Linked DNA regions of Zea mays: region 2 is linked to region 1. Evidence: chromatin contacts called from public Hi-C data. All regions are on one chromosome and are shown on one strand. The core of a region is the stretch at or near the end of the contact, and the rest is flanking DNA. Distances in the headings are between cores, read along the strand shown. Region 1 holds the start of LOC103632861 (Outer arm dynein light chain 1 protein). Region 2 holds the start of LOC100304394 (MA3 domain-containing protein).

Region 1 (6,236 bases), core at 3,083-5,582:
TGGCCATTTCCTTCAACTAAAACATGCTCAGCCACCTGATCGTCATTCATTTTTGGATTTTCTAGTTTGGTACCATTATGATTCTTGAAAGGAAATACCCTCCACTTAAACTTCTCCTTGCCTTTTTGCCCAATTAAATGGCCTAAATAATGCCCTAGATGGCCATTTCTCTGGTTACTGTTATGGAACTCCTCAATATCAAACTCTCTGTGATCTGAACAACTCGGCTCACCTTCTTCTGGATGGTCAGACAAAGTATTCTCCCCTGAAAAATGCTCTAAGTTATTATTCGCCTCATGATCATCACCATTTACAGAAGGAAATAAAACCATCTGGCCATTAAGAGACAACTCCATCTTTGTCTGAATTTCTTCATAATCATCTTCAGAATTGCATGAACCAAAATCACTCGAAGAACCATCGCTGCAGCTGCTACCACTACCAAGTGAACCAATAGAATGAAGATGTCCTGAAATCTGCAAAAATTCTTCCTCCATAAAAAGTCTTCGATGTAGAATGTCCTCCTTGTATTGTGGAGGTGACTGTGGACTTGAATATGTATGGGGTGGACTTGATTCTATTAACTTGCTCATTGTATTGGATGGTGTCCCATTTGCCAGCATATTTCTAGAGCCATTTTCCAACTCAGAAAAGGGGTCAGTTTGTGAAGTGGCTACTAACTCTAGAGGAGGAGGTCGTTGAAAAGAATTCAAGTGCATTTTTAGATGATCTTGGTCAAAATTAAGTTCATTTGAGGATTGTTTGATGACTCCATTTGAACCAGAAAATGCATTATCTGTGAAAGATGAATCTGATTCCAAAAGGTTTGAGCTACTACCACCTTCTGAAACTTGTACCAAATCCGACATGTTATTTGAAGTCTCCTTGTGTGCTTTCTGCCTTTTCTTTTGTTTGATATACTTCCCATTGCCATTAGTTAAGCCAACAGATAGGTTGTCGCCTTCTGTTTTCTCTGTATTGTCATCCATCCACTCCTTAAATTCACAAAGCCAATTACTTGACTTTTCTTTCTTCAGCATTTCGGCGGTGTTTATCAACGAAGCAATTATTAGGTCATGATCAACAGCTGCAGTTTCATCCTTCTTGGAACTGTCACTATCACAGTGGGTGGACTGCTGCTCTACACCATCACAGAGATTTCTCTCTTCCTCCACTATGCTCACAAGTCGGGAAAATTTTCTCTACAGTAAATGAAAGAGAACCGATATCATTTGATTGCTAAAGTAGTCGTGCAAGGCTAGTTTACTGTATCATTTTTGCAAAGGATGTAAGGCATATCTTGCACTTCTAAAAATAAAGATCACATCTACCGTCTGGGATGAACCAGCTAGAGACCAAATTCATGAAAGTATTACCTTCTTTGTTGCATGTGAAAACTAAAAAAGAGTGCAAATGGAACAAAACACATGCATGATTGCTTCACCACAATATTGTCAAATCATCTATGCTTAAGGAGAATAGTAACAGAAAAAAGTTCCAACCAAGGAATCTTGATATATGGTGCTACATGCAATGACGAATTTAGTGCAACTGGCATAATGGAACAACAGGTACATACCATCTTCAAATTCAATATGTCTTCATCTTCATGATCATCAATTGCAGGAAAATAAAATCCATAACCAGCAGGTTGATTTTGCCTGCATGCAAACAATACTTGCTTTTCCCAGTATTCTTGTGTGTTCATACCTTTATCATCTAGCTTCAACTGAACCAGAAAAGGCAGGAACAAACTATTATGACGGGGGAAATTTAAGAAACAAAAAGAGTCCAATATTTGAAGTCAAATACTTACATTCTCTGGATTACGAAAAAAACTGAACACATGTGCTCGATACCACCGGGCACAGCAGATTGGGTTGCCTTCCAACCAGAGGTTTTGCAACAGAGGTAGAGTGCCGAGGATTTCCAATTCTGAGAAAATTGAGATGATATTGTAAGAGAGATCAAGCCCCATGAGTGACTTGAGATTTTCAATCCCGTTTACTGTAGTTAAAGCATTATTTCTCACAACAAGTTTTACGATTCGACTGGAAACCTGCAAGAAAGCACATGTAACTGTAGATACCACTAATGAGTGTAATCGCAATAAGCTAGTCTGCAGCGCAATGTTCAGGATTATAAAAGAAATGCTTACCTCACTCAAGGATGAAATCGAACGCAAATGATTAAATCCGAGATCCAGATTTCGCAACTTTGTACATTTCTGCAGATTGTCCACCTTTGCAAACTTGTTGCGACTAAGGTCCAAGGTTTCAGTTGCAGGTAACAATTGCAACGACTCGTCCATGAGTACTACACCATTAGATGCACATGAGACATATGAAAGTTTGCTCCATACAGGGGAGTCCTTGATATCCATGATTCTACTCGCAAAGACATGCCTAAGAGCATCCTGCGGTAGCATGAAAGTCAACTAATGCGAGTTTGGCCAAAATATTCACATGACATGGAAGTGCTTAGAAATGAAAGCTGGATCCAAATAACTACTTGAGGAAGAGATGATTAATGCTAGTATGCTACTACTCTTGCTAGACGAATTGTTTGGTGCTTGCTGAACATTTGACAATATACCACAATCCAATCAAGTTACAGACACCAAAGCTGCAACCAAATACTAGAGTTTTCCACATGCATGCTCAATTTTGTTGCATATTACATCAGCCAACAAAGAACATTACAACACAATGTACAATGGCTGATATCTGAGACTTGTCCAAGCCACATGGAACAGGGAATAACAGAAAAGCTAGAGGAAGAGATGTCATGTGCTGTTCAGGAAGCATTGCTCCCTTGATACTCCCTCCATTAAAAAAATTATAAGACGTTTTAGTTTTCTTGATACAGTGCTTTTATTATGTATCTAAACATAGTGTATATCTAGGTGCAAGTTATGAATCTAGAACCAAAACGTCTTTATAATTTGAAACTGAGAGAGAGTAGTTTTTAAGGAGACTGTAAATCTCGAACTCTTGAACTCTATGAATAGTAAATGTCAACCAAAATTGTCTTCATAACTTGTAAAAGAAAGTAGAAGATGCATGCAGCTATACAGATCACAATGTGTTGTGTCCATCAGGAGGCCACGTGGATGAAGGTTTTTTATGCCAAAGCTTATTAATTAGACCGTGAGAATAAATATATCAAGCGCAGCAGGGATGGTTGCTGCAGTTGCATAAATGGTATCTGCAGCACAAGCATTGATATAAATAAAGCCCTGCAGGTGCTCAGGACTTGAGATGCTCTGCAAGACGCCAAAATCTATTTAACTCAGAGAAACCAAGTTCATTTCGAGTTGAGTAAAGAGTGGTTGATGATGACTTAAAATATTATTTAAAAAAAATCCATAAACATGACCTCAAACTATAATAAACATAAGTACTAGAAGGCATCTTAGCACGAATATCAAATTGACTGACGAAATGCTGAGTAAACACTGAACAGAATCCGATCGCATCCTTGGAATATAAATCAAAAGTGTGACCATATTCGTCCAGCAAACAGGTTAAAAGTCTAAGTATTGAAGCAAATAGGATAAAAGCCATGGCGCGTTACTAGCTGTAGATGAACCAGAACAGCAAACTGTAGTTACAATTTGGCAGTTCAGAATAGCTCATGGTAGTTGAGGATCATAATTCATGAGTAAGGCCTGTGGTCACACAGCGAATTGCCGCAAACACCGAATTCCAAAGGAAATTGTACGTCGGGTGGCATAAACGCACCGTAGAATTGAAACAGACGAGCTTCTCGAGGGTGTGTCGGAGCTCGAGAAGGCCCCTGGCGGCCGAGGTAGAGAGGTCGCAGCCCCGCAGCTCGAGCACGCGCAGGCGCGCGAAAGGCAGGATCGAGAGCGGCGCGGGGTCGCGGCGGGGCCCCGGGGCGACGACCTTGAGCGAGGTGAGGAGGCGCAGGATCCGCCGTAGCTGCTCGAGCGCTCGGTGGTCGCCAAGGTCCGCGACGTAGGCGCGGAGGTAGTCGACTGGGGCGCCGGCGCCCACGGCCTCGAGCTCCCGGAGCGCCTCGAGGCGGGAGGCGACGTAGTGGAGTCCGACGGGGTGGAGGCGGAGGGTGACGGTGCCGTCGAGCAGCGCGCCCGCGTTGCGCGCCACGAAGCGGACGAGCAGGTCGAGGTAGTGGTCGCCGGTGACCGGGGACGCCGGGGACCCCGCGCGGGGCGTGCCCATCGGGATCGAGGCTAGGGTTTGGGGGTGGGAGCGCGCCGGCGCATCCGCGAGCGGCGGGGCGGACGCGAGAGGAGGTGGAGGGTGGAGACGGGACGGGGGAGGGAGGAGGATGCAAGCGGACACGCCCCCGCGGTGGTACGTATGATTGGGGGACACGCGGGCTAGCTGTGGTGCGGTGCTGGAGAGGGAACGGAAGGCGACGCGATGCAGATGTACGAAGCAACCGCGGTTTGCGATCCGCGGTTTCGTTCTCCAAAGACTTGGTTTGTTGGAGCTAAACGGACGGAATCGCGCGGGACGGACGGGCGGCCGTCTGGATCTGGCGTGGGTTTGGCCGTGTTTTGCAGTTTCCGGCGCTGGCATTGAGCTGCGTGCGCGGTTACGGCTGTGCGCGCGTTGGCGTTTTGTTGGGCCTGTAGGCTGTAGCAAAAGAGCCGCGAGTTTGGAGTGTGGTGGCTGGCGGCTTGGAGCGTTTTTCTGGGTTGGAGCGCGGATCGCCAAGGCCGTCGTCCGATTCCTAGCTCTGGCAGTCTGGCCCATCGTTGGCTTCACTAATCACTACTATAGGCATGCCGGTGAATTTTTTTTGGCATTTTGGAATTGGATTGTTCTAGAGTACTTAGCTTCATTTGATCCACCTAGTTTGTTGGGTGAAGTTGGGCTTGAGATTAGGATTTAATCTTTTGCAAGAAATTTATAAAAGCCCAATTCACCCCATCTTGGACATCACAAACCTTTCAATTGGTATTAGAGTCATGTTCCTCCTATATTAGCTTATCCGTTAGAGTAACGATGTACAATGGGAATGAACCTCTTCCATGTTTGATGGTGACAATTTTCCATATTGAAAAATTTGTATGGAAGCATACTTAGAGGTCATAGATATTAGAGTTTATTGGGCCGCCACCCAAGGGTCTCCCTAACCTAGAGATCTCGCAAATCTCTTACGTGTGAGATTAACTATGAGAAATGTAATGCAAAGGCTAAGAACACTCTTTTTAGAGGCCTTTGAAAGGAAGTTTTCAATAGCGTTAGAAATCACAAAGAATGCTCTTACTCTATGGTCGGACATTTGTGCCTTACATGAAGGGGCTAAGTGCAAGTGTGAGGAACATTACCACATTGTGATGAAAAAGTTAAATTCTTTTGTAATGCTTCGAAATGAAAATGTCAATGACATGTACTCACGCTTAACTATTTTTGTAGAAGAAGTGAATGACTTGGGGCTCACACAACTCACACAACTGGATGTTGTGAGGAAAATTCTTAGTGGGTTGCCCATCGAAAAGTACAACCGCATTGTCACTGTGCTTCATCAAATGGATATTTCCATCACCACGCCAACTCAAATATTGGAAAGATCAATGTTCATGAGATGTACATGCACATCAATGGACAAGATGGCTCTTCTTCTAAGAAGAAGGATTTAGCGCTCAAGGCAAATCAAGAGAAGAATTGCAAGGACAAAATTCTGATAAATGAATAAATATCAAGTGATGATGATTTCAACGATGCCAAGATTGCTTTGTTGGTAAATAAAACTACAAAAATGTTGAAAAAGCTAAATCGAGAAGGCATCAAGTTTGAGTCAAGAAAGAAGAAATTCTTCACTAGTAGCAAGAGGAAGCCAATCTCGAAAATGGATTAATATAACTATGAAGAACTTGGCCATCTTGCTCATCGATTTACCAAGCCCAAGAAAACAAGTTCAAGGGCAAGAAAAATGCTGATAGTGAAGATGAAAATAAAGAAAAGAAATTCTTCAATAGAAAATATGGCAAACAAAAAGAAATTCCACAAGAGAAAAGGTGGAAAAGCATACATCGTTGGTGATTGGCTCGCCAACATTGAATCCACAAGCGGCTATTCCTCAAGCGAAAAAGATGGTGAAAAGGTCGTCGACATCGCCCTGGATTTCTCTTCACCACCACCATCGCTGTCACCACTACACACCTATGCCTTAAGGCTAAAGGTGATCGGAAGGTAGAAAATTATATTTCTAGTGATTGTGGTAGTGATAGTGATAATAAG
Region 2 (5,664 bases), core at 2,448-4,947, 130 kb after region 1:
ATAAAGAGACCAAATAAGAGAAAGTTTGTGAGATCAACTTTCTAAAAAAGTCCCATGAAGTCAAACTTATAAAAAAATAGATCAAAATATGAAGTGATTGCTAAAGTCAGGCATCAATAAAAACTGGATGCGCTCCATATAAATTATGCTACTTCGTAGCAATTACTAACGTTTAAAACAAAAAATAACCTTTCATTTTGTTGTTAGTGTGACAAAGCATTGCTGCTCAATCCAATTCAGCAACCTCAAATACCATGTAGTCCATTGCGTCAATGTGGTCTCATAAACGACATAATGCTTGTAAGAGCCAAGAAGGTCGTGTCGTACTGGGCTGTAGCCTCGGCCCATAGTACTGGTCCGGCCCGACACGATTATTTTTTATTTTACAAAAAAACATATATACCTATATATAATTTATATTCAATATTAAAAATATCTTCACCCAGTGTCTCCCACCCTTCTTCCATCAGTGCATGGGTTCGAACCCCACCTTCTGCACTGTTTTTTAATATTTTACGCTGATTTAATTAAATAGATCGACGGGATAACGGGCTTGGCCCGACACAGTTAGCAGGCCGGTATGACGTGCATGTGCTATAGTTGTGGCCCGCGTGCATCTAGCCCGTGTCGGGCGTCGTTACCGGGCTGGCCTGATACAGCTATAGCGGTTATTTGTAAAAAAAATGACGCATGACGACCGTTGAAACTGGTGCTTTAATTATAGTATAGATAGATGTATTAAACTAAGGACTCAATATAATACAATCATCGATACACCAATTTTATTGTTCGGTTGGTTCACATATTGGTAACGTAATGGGTAACCGATAACGTTAAATCGTGTTTGTTTAAGTTCAAGTGTTATCGATACGATACTACAAATGGATACCGCCCTATTCAAATTTGTTACCACCGGTATTCGAGTGTGAATCGTTACCATTACCATTTACGTTACATTTCGCGAACCAAACGGCACCTATGTATTAGACTATATAAGGACTCAATATAATACAACCATCGATACACCAAATTTATTGTTCTTCTAATATATTGGAGTCACTAGTTTCGACTTTGCCATTTGCCATGGAACTCTATATTTAAAAATTTAAACAAAAGATTATGGTCATGCGACATGTTAACAAGGAGAAACATGGCATTTTTTTCCGAACAAGTAAATTTGTCAAAGCAAATCATAACAACAGCGTAACAGAAAAGGGTTGGGAAACATAAACTCTCCAATTCACAAGTCCTCTCCGCTAAATGCCATACAAACTAAGATGGAAGATCTGCTTCCAATTCTATACCAAAATTGTCGTGGGTTGTGGCGATTATATTTGTATATTCCCTCTCTCTTGCCCCTGTTGATTCATAGTACAAGTATATATAGTGTGATGTGTAAAAGTACTAAAAGTTGCAGACGAACTCCCCAGGAAATGGAATTGCGGTGCTGCACCCTGAATGTGACCGATTGCTCACGAACAAACGCCATTTGCAACAGGCAGCCCTGGCGTCGTCATCGAGAAGGACGGGTCAAGCCATCCATCCTTCTTGGCGCGCTCGATGCAGCAGCCGAGCTGCTTCGCGGCGTCAGGCACGTCGAGTGCGAGGTCGTCGACGCAGTCGGCCATCCTGTCGAAGCCCTTGGTCATCTGGTTCGGCGTGATCAGACCGCGACCGTAGCACTCGCTGAGGAGGCCCCAGAGCCGCTCGTCCCTGCCTCGCTTCTCGATGATAGCCACCAGCGCCTTCTTCACCACCTCGTGGTGGAAGAAGGGCATGGCAAGATCCTTGATGCATCGGCACGCCTCCCGGATGTCGCCGCCGCAGTCGTACTCCTGCAGCAGCTTGCCGATCTTGTCCTTCACCTCGTCCAGCTCCCAGCCTGCCTTGCCGCTGCCGCCGCCGCCCCAGCACCGCAAGATCCGCTCCGCGGAGAGCTTCGCGCCGAGCAGCGCATGGGCGTTCCGAAGCGCCAGCATGCCGGCGGAGCCATCCGCCTTGACGCGGCCGGCGTCCTCCTCCAATGCCTCCAGGTCCGACGGTGCGATCACCTCGTCAACCACGGACCTAGCAAAGAACATGGTCAGGTCCTCGACTATGGCCGGGTTGTCCAGCGCGGCGTCCTCGGCGGCGTCGATGAGGAGGTGGAACCCTGCCACGACGTCCTCTGGCGGCATGCAGAGCGAGGAGAGCAGCACCGACGCCATTTCCTTCTCGCGGCTCTTCCGGTCCATCGCGGCGTTCACCAGCTTCTGCACGAAGATGGCATTGAAGGAGGGACAACACGAGTAGTTCTCTGCTTCCAACCAGCTCATGACCTCGATGATGTCGCCGGTCAAGAAGTACTCCTTTATGATCAAAACGGCCTTCTCCTTGAACTGCCGCACCGTGGCGTCGTCGACCTCGCTACCCTTCTTCGGCTCCGGTGGCAACGGTTTGAGGCACGACTCGGACAGCCAGCCCTCCGACGAAGCCTTATGGATCACCGATTTCAGAAGGCACCTCGCGTTCGGCACGTCGAGCGCCAGATCGTCTAGAGAGTCGATCAGACGGTCAAACCCTTTAGTGATCTGGCTCTCGTTGATAACGCCTTCCTCCGACGCCGACTTGAGGAGGTCCAGGATGAGGCCCTCGGCCGCACGGCCGCGCTCCACGGCGAGGACGAGCGCGCGCTTGACGACGTCGTGGTGGAAGAAGGGGATCTTGAGGTCCCTGACGCACCGCAGGGCCTCGCTCCTATCGCCGCCGGCGAGGTACTCCTCCAGGATGTCGGATATCTTGGCCTTGGCCTCCTCCACCGTGATCCGCTTGCTGCCGCCCCACCTCTGCAGGACGATCTCGCCGTGGTGCGGCACGGACAGGTAGCTCTTCTCCGCCCTGCGGAGGACCTTGGCGCCCTTGCACCCGTGGGGCAGGCGCGCGCTCTGCGTGGCCAGGAACGCCGGCGGCAGCATGTCGTCGACGACGGCGCGGGCGACGAACACGGCGAGGATGTCGACGGCGTCGGGCGTGTCGACGGACAGGTCGTCGCAGGACTCGGTGAGCTTGCAGAAGGCCTTGCAGAGCTGCGGGCGGTCGACGACGTCGCCGTAGAGCGAGGACAGCAGGACCGCCGCCTTCTCCTTCTCCCTGTCGTGGCGGTCCATTGCCACGGAGACCAGCTTCTTGACGAAGTAGAAGTGGTAGCACGGCACGCGGAGCTCCCGCAGCTCGTTCGCCGTCGCGGCGACGTCGTCCGTGGAGAAGTACTCCTCCACGATCGTGGTGGCCTTCCTCTTGAACTGGAGGAATTCTTCGGAAGAGAGCGTCGGGCTCTGCGGGACCTGTTATTTCCTTGGGGAGATCGTAAAAAACGCAGAGGAAATCGAGGCCAAACGACACAGGCTTGTAGTTACCTCGGTGGCGCAGCAATTGGGCGGCGCCTGGTGTTCAGGCCGTGGAACAACGCCGTGGTGTCCGCAGTCCATGGGGACCAACTCTTCTATGGCATCCGAGACCGAGAGCTGTAGGCAGCAGACGTCCCCTGCAATCAGCTGCAGACTGCAGGGGGCATTCCTGTCATGATCAGTCCGAGAGATTCAAATCATGGAGCAGCACCGGATCTTATTCGAGATCGCCACCGAGATGATCGGGAGGCTCCCTTGTGTTTTTTGTGTGAGTTATTTCTCTTCGTTGCGACAGCTCTAACTCAGGGAGCGATTGAGAGAGAGCTGTGAGGAGCCAACGCCCGCAGAGCGAATGGTTTTTATGTGCTTGAGCCTCGCTCGCAGTCAGCGTAGGAGGGCTGTAAGAGGTCTAGACGCGCCACGTCATCTATGGACCGTGTCACTGCATGGCGACCACGGATGTGGGAGATGCGGCGCACAGGCTTCGCGGTGTACCGAGAATTAGTGGACGTAGACCATGCGCATATGGCGCTAGGTAACTGCAGCACGATGGACCGGGTCCTGGCCCGGGAGACCCGGGCAACAGGTGAATATTTTTTAGTCCTATATATAAACCCTAAACATAGAAAACTTCAGAACCCAAGCCGACCGTCCAGAGTTTTAGATGCGATGAGTAGGAGAAAGTGCATGCATGCCGCGTACGTGGGGAGATTTGCGTGGAGCGCGGATAGCTTCCTGATCAGTCTTCTTGTGCCAAGCGCAGCGCCCAAGCCAAATCGTTACGGGCCGGCCCTCCAGAAAAGTGGCCTCTTTAGTAAGCCGAATCTTTATGGGCCGTTTGGTTCTTCGGAATTGGGATATCTTTTTCAGTATCGAGTTGCAGACAACAACAGTGATGTGCACGGCAGCAGGCAGGATCGCATGAAAGCGGGGAATGGAAATGAGCGAAGCATTTCTGCATGAAAATAGTGTTACTGTAGAGAGACGTCGTATGGGAGTGGGACAAAGTGTCGGATTGGCCATGGCGGACCCAGGCACACTTAGGGCTTGTTTGGAGTAGGTGGAACAAAAAGAATTGAGGGGACTATAATCCCTTGCTATTCAATTTTGAATAACAAGGGATTATAGCCCCCTCAATTCTCTTTGTTTCACTTGGTCCCAAACAAGCCCTTAGGGGGTGTTTGGTTTCTAGGGACTAATGTTTAGTCCCTTCATTTTGTTCCATTTTAGTATATAAATTGGCAAATATAGAAACTAAAATAGAGTTTTAGTTTCTATATTTGATAATTTTGTAACTAAAGTGGAATAAAATGTAGGGACTAAAAATTAGTCCTTAGAAACCAAACATCCTCTTACTAAGATGGGCACCAAAATATCACAATAGAGACATCTATGTTAGGTTGACCAAGTGATCTCAGTAATAAAAATCTAGAATACTACTTACAATATAAATAAGCAGGAAGATGGACCCTCATGTCTATATAGGTCTTCCCTAGAAATGGTTGTAGACTTAAGACTTAAAACATTCTTTCCATTTCTAGATTACCAATCCTATATAACTCTTTATATTGATAGACTAAACACACACACATATATAGATCTATTCATCACCCAAGGTGGTGGACCCGTTAGATCCATCACCTGGACACTCGGCGCGCGCCCCGCCACTCGATGCGCGCGTGTGGCTGCGCCCCCCGCGTGGCTCCCATGCGCCCGCCTAGCTTGCTGACCGGGCCACCCACCCCGCTCGACCGACCGAGCCGAACAATATGAAAAATGAATGAAAAACAAAGAATGGTTTAATGTTGTCTAAACTCGATCATAAAAAATGACTGAAAAATAAAGAATGATTTAATGTTGTCTAGACTCTGAAAAACCAATAATATCTGATAAACACAGGGAGAATGAGTGAAACAAAAAATGACTTAATGTTTCCCTGAAAAATGACTTGATGTTTATCTGAAAAACAAAAATGACTGACTTTAAAACAATTTTTTTTGAGAAAACATGAAAAATGCCTCAAAACTAAAAATGACTTAATGTTGCCTAGATGTTTACTAGAATGACTTAATGTTTGAACTCCGGGATGATTTAATGTTACCTAAAATTCTAAAATAACTTAATATTTCTCGAAAAAATGACTTAATATTTACTAGAATGACTTAGTGTTGATTGGAATGACTTAATGTGCTACGAAATGAGCCGCACGGGGACACGGAGCCGTGCGGGCGCGAGCCGGGCGAGCCGAAGCCGCACCGACGTGAAGTAGCGTGGGGCG

What was found. Hi-C and Micro-C count contacts between places; a contact is called where the count stands out from the background.
Region 2: a contact with region 1 is called in a Hi-C map of leaf, with 4 times the contacts expected there. The contact joins the promoter of LOC100304394 here to the promoter of LOC103632861 in region 1. A contact is called at or near these places in 12 of 25 Hi-C or Micro-C datasets (bundle sheath, ear, endosperm and 3 more).

What each region holds. Positions count from the first base shown.
Region 1 is chr1:27,588,097-27,594,332 of Zm-B73-REFERENCE-NAM-5.0, forward strand. LOC103632861 (Outer arm dynein light chain 1 protein) reads right to left here and starts at 4,333. Exons shown (of 11, transcript NM_001352077.1): 1 at 3,744-4,333; 2 at 2,159-2,416; 3 at 1,817-2,059; 4 at 1,580-1,729; 5 at 1-1,202. The coding sequence starts at 4,205.
Region 2 is chr1:27,718,352-27,724,015 of Zm-B73-REFERENCE-NAM-5.0, forward strand. LOC100304394 (MA3 domain-containing protein) reads right to left here and starts at 3,698. Exons shown (of 2, transcript NM_001165830.1): 1 at 3,396-3,698; 2 at 1,322-3,323. The coding sequence starts at 3,467. The coding sequence ends at 1,473.